Regions from separate parts of the Hordeum vulgare genome. Here region 2 is linked to region 1. A link is a contact called in public HiChIP or PLAC-seq data. All regions are on one chromosome and are shown on one strand. The core of a region is the stretch at or near the end of the contact, and the rest is flanking DNA. Distances in the headings are between cores, read along the strand shown.

The links. HiChIP or PLAC-seq counts read pairs in DNA pulled down with a chosen protein or histone mark.
Region 2: a contact with region 1 is called in an H3K4me3 HiChIP or PLAC-seq map of embryo, with 5 times the contacts expected there. The contact joins the promoter of LOC123406297 here to the promoter of LOC123404399 in region 1. A contact is called at or near these places in 3 of 6 Hi-C or Micro-C datasets (leaf and seedling) and 1 of 1 datasets of contacts at active chromatin or transcription factors (embryo).

What each region holds. Positions count from the first base shown.
Region 1 is chr6H:412,010,933-412,013,438 of MorexV3_pseudomolecules_assembly, reverse strand. LOC123404399 (E3 ubiquitin-protein ligase BRE1-like 1) reads right to left here and starts at 1,254. Exons shown (of 19, transcript XM_045098320.1): 1 at 708-1,254. The coding sequence starts at 827.
Region 2 is chr6H:412,484,397-412,486,902 of MorexV3_pseudomolecules_assembly, reverse strand. It overlaps LOC123406297 (chaperone protein dnaJ A6-like), which reads left to right and starts at 1,253. Exons shown (of 8, transcript XM_045099786.1): 1 at 1,253-1,374; 2 at 1,990-2,160; 3 at 2,243-2,420. The coding sequence starts at 2,008.

The sequences.
Region 1 (2,506 bases), core at 5-2,504:
GATAATAGTGTACAATGCACGCACACGAGGGCTATGACCAAGGGAAGAGGATGTTGGTACGTTGATGAAGAGAAAAAACGAATGTGAAGTCAATGTCCCTCAAGTCATGCGAGATTTGGTCAAAAACACCGGGGTACCCTTTTTGATAAATCATGATGATATATATGTTCACATGGAAGTTGAGTATGAGTCAACTCGATTTTTTGCAAGAACGGAATGATATGGGTCGCAACACACTTATATTCCATGATATTTTAGTAAATATTTCTCTGTCTAAGTTTGTTGTACCATGGCAACGCACGGGCATTCGACTAGTGTTGTGAACAATTTCAGCAAGACCTTTTAGGTCTGGCTAAGGTAAGAAAAGATGTTGTGCACCAAACCTTGCGGTGAGGTAAAATTGCGGCTGAACAAGTAAGGGCATGCCAACCGTTATAGTAGGACGTGCATGCAACACGCAACTGGGTTGCCAAAGCCGACTTCAACGGACATGTAGCCCTACGTAAAATGACTATTTTTGCGAGGTAAAATGACTGCTAATGAGATTTCAGAATCTCCTACCGATTCATGAACTACCCTAGCAAGCTCGTGGACCTGGGATACCTGATACACGATCGAAATACAATTCAAGTAATAACAAGTCTACACACAGTAGCCTACCTTAACAACAGGGAACTACTTAAAGAGGCTTGGAATGAGTCGTATACCTTCTTGTCGTCGGAGGAAGGCGGAAGCGCTGGGCGCTTGGCGGGAGGTGCCGCGTCAACACCCTGCGCGAAAGAGCCAGAGAGCCGCCGCTTCCGATCGGGCTCGCCGGTGCTCCCCATAGGTCTAACCCTAACCGGTCGTCCGGCCTCCAATCCGCCGCATGCGGAGGAGCCTCCCAAACTCACAAACACCCGGACCAATCCTCACGAGCACGCGCGGCACCAGCCCAGCCCGCCGCCACAACGCAACCCTACCCAACCACGGGATCGATCGGAGGCAGCAAAATTTTGAGGGTTTGCTCGCGGAACGGGGCCGATGGGGGATCCGTGGCTGTACTGTGCGGCTGAATTCGGGATTTTTGGGGGGCGGATCGAATCGAGGAGATGGGGAGGGTGAGAATTAGCGGTGGTTTTGGTGTGAGGTGCGTATGCGTGTGCCGTGCGAAGGGTCTAGGCTCCAGAAAGTAGAGAGGGGGGGAGAGGAGAGGAGAGGAGAGGAGGAGGAAGAGACGGCGGAGGGGAGGGCGAGCTGGGGTGGGGAACGGACGCACGGTGGCAGAAAACCGAAGGTGGATATCGGGGAGGAGCGGTCCGGCACGTGTCCACGGAGAGTTGCCGTACGCTCGATCGACTCTGCGATGCGTGCGGACAACCATGCGATTTTGTGACATGCCACTCCTCGCCGACCTCGCTCATGGTTATCACAGACCTGTGGGTCAGGAAAACCTTGCTTAGAGCAATTCTAGCAGGTTCGGTGTATGACTCCGATCGCCGTAATAGCCGTTAATAGGCTGTTTTTGAGCTAACATGACATTTTAATGAAGTCGCTATATGGTTGTTGATCGTCATAATTTATGAAGCTCGCTTAATAAACAACCTCATAGTGTTCATATTTTGAGGTCGGGAGGTCCACCATGGAGCGCTACATACCCGATCACAACGTGGGAGGGGAGTTTCAGATTCTTCCCTTTTACGTGACGCGATAGGGATTTGAAACAACCCAGCCTCCCACACACCACCGACGATAGGCACCTAATCATTATTGTCATGCATGCTTTATCGGATCCCATGACTGGTCCAACAGATGGTTATCATGCGGCATCATCTTCTTGCTTGCATCTAAACAGGCGGGGAGGTGTCGATGAGCAGTCGGGAGGCTTGTGAGCGAGAACTAGTTTGGCGAAAAGTGTGTCGTTGATGGTCGTCCGCCGTCGGCGGACTCCCAGATTGCTCTTAATAGCAAGTTGGCGACCTATAGAAGGACGCCGCTAGCGCCCCTCTCTCCTATTGCCCGCCTCCCAAATCCCTTGAGATTGCCTCCATTCCACCTCTTCCCCTTCAAAACCTATTCTAGAAATTTTCATGTGGATGCCTTGGACCCCTTCTCGAAGCACCTGAAAAGTGGACCCTATCAAGGTCGCGAGGGGTGAGATGGAAACTGAGCGGTGGAGACTTAGCAGTATAAGCTCGCCCGCACCGATGCGGAAGTATGGTCGACATGGGATGACCGCGTCGAGGCCATCTTCTGAAGGATCGAGACTCACGATGTCACCGCCACGAAAGCATGGACGGTCTGGGACGAGTGGGTCGAGGCCATCTTCAGGGCATCGAGACCCGCATTGTCGCATCCCCAGTTGACCCCGCCCACACCACCCGCAACTATGAAGGTGGTGACCGTGATGGTCATGACCGTGGTTGCAACTAGGCCCCATTGGCGAATCCAATCTTCGTTGCAACTATTAGCTAATTGGTTTATAGTACACATATGTATTAGATGCTCTATCAATCTAAGTGTCAAT
Region 2 (2,506 bases), core at 4-2,503, 470 kb before region 1:
TCAATTATCCAAACGTAGTTCCTAAATTCTCTGGTCCCCATCCCATGGTTAACGATCCAATCCACGTCAAATCGACCCCCACGGCCCCACCGTAGTCCCCGCCTGCAGCGGCAGACAACATGCCCATGGCAGAGTCGATCCCATACCCCTTCCGCTCAGGTCTCTCTCCATTCCTGCGGTTGCCTATACACCAAAGGGTGTTGGCATGTTGCAGCCTCGGACACTTCGTGGATGCTAAACCGCAAGACAGCCTGCTCCGCCTCCAATCGCGCACCACGCTCCCACCCTCTTCCTGCATCCTAGCGGTCGAGCTTCCACCGACGACAGGCTACAGCTACCTGCTCCTCCCACGATCCCCAGCGCCTCCCGCCGTCCGATGCCAGCAACCAATCTCCCGCTGTCCGTTGCGCCGCCACCCACCAGTCGGTGTCCCGCCGTCCGTTGCGCCACCAGCCGGTCTACCGCCACCCGTTGCCACTCGCTGGTCCATGCCATATGGGAGAGGAGAACGCGTGGATGCGCCAGTACAGGCTACAGGGAGAAGATGGGTTGGAGAGAGGGTAGGGAGATAGGGTTACCTGGGCCTCCTTCATCGCTGCCGGAGGACACGGCGCTCCTACTCGTCTCCCTTCGCGCGTCGAGATCCTCCTGGACTCGGTGAAGAACGATGAGATGGAAGGGCTTGGATCCATCGATCCAGTCTAATTCGGCTTCACTATGTAACCACGGGGAGAGAGACGTGATCTGGAGGCTGGAGCGACCGGGTCGGGGAGATGGGTGCGCAACGTGCGTTCATGGGTGGTGGGATTTCCCCCATTTCTATTGGTTTTTTATGGGCGTGGATAGAAGGATCGGACAAAGGTTTTTTTATTTAATCGCCTGGTTTACGAAGGGATGATAAAAATCGATGAAAGTGGTAGCAGGAGGAAGTGGGGAGGTGGGATCAAGAGGTCGAACCATCGCTCTGGTCGAACCATCACGACGGCACATCTCCTTTAATAGTAGAGATTTTTTTATTTAATCGCCTGGTTTACGAAGGGATGATAAAAATCGATGGAAGTGGTAGCAGGAGGAAGTGGGGAGGTGAGATCAAGAGGTCGAACCATCGCTCTGGTCGAACCATCGCGACGGCACATCCCGTTTAATAGTAGAGCCCATACCACACCCGATTCCGGTGGTCTCCGTTCCACACGGTCGGTCTATTCACACCACCAAGAATTGTGCAGGAAGCATAGGCGGACCGTATTAAAGCCAAACAACCGCAGTCGCGACTGCCCTCTTTCTCCCTGCGCCTCTGGCTCGAGCCGTCTACGATTTCCTCTCCTCGGCTTCTCCCGTCGCCGAGTCGTCCAAACCCTAGGCGCCGCCGGCCAGGTAAGGATCCGCCATGAAACCACAAATCTCTCGTGGTTTCCTCCGTCTCAGTGCCCGGGCAGATCGCGGACGTGTTATCTTCTAGAGAAAAGAAACCGATTCTTGCTCGATCTGTGCGTTGTTTGGCTTTCCGATCTTGCTTTGTCCGGTGGATCCAAGGAGCGGCGAACGATTTGTGTGCTGGGATTGTAGATGTAGTAGATTCGTGGCTGAGCGGATAAGATAGGTGTAGTAGTGGTTTCACTTGATTTGCCATGACTTAGTATCCAGATGCCTGCGAGTACCGTCTTATTATGTACCACTCTTTAATTTAACAGGATGCCTTGGGACTTGCCAGCACGCCACTTTCCTTTATGAGAACTAGTTTAGGCAAGAGAGTCCATCCGTATGCATGTCCCGATTTCGTAGAAAGAGGATTGAGCGCTTAGTAGTTTGTGGAATGTAACCTATTCCTGTTGCCATTAAACTTCTTAAATGTGCTGCCTTTTACTGCTGTACATGTGCCAGCCGATGTTTAGAGTTGCAAATCTTGTCTATAGATTTCTTTTTTGGCAAAAATATTGGAATTTGGCGCTTTTCTCTCTTGGCGATCTCATTTAAGTTAGCTTCTCCCAGGAAGCCCATTTACCAGCCATGTTTGGACGCATGCCAAGGAAGACTAGCAACAACACCAAGTATTACGAGGTGCTTGGTGTATCCAAGACAGCAACCCCGGATGAATTGAAGAAAGCCTACCGGAAAGCTGCTATAAAAAACCATCCTGACAAGGGTGGAGACCCTGAGAAGGTGTGGTGGCAGGCACTTCTGTATCTGCCTACTTTTGCTGTTGTTAGATTGGTTTTTGTTGACACTTTTTTTATCTGTGCAGTTTAAAGAATTGGCACAAGCTTACGATGTTCTTAATGACCCTGAAAAGAGGGAAATTTATGACCAATATGGAGAAGATGCACTGAAAGAAGGGATGGGAGGCGGCGGCAGCAGTGATATGCATAGCCCCTTTGACATATTTGAACAACTATTTGGGGGTGGGGGCGGCGGCTTTGGCGGTAATAGTTTTATGATACGAAATTCTTTTTGCTCTGTTCCATTAACCTGCCTTGTGGAAGTTAAATAGATCTGCACTCCCTTTTTG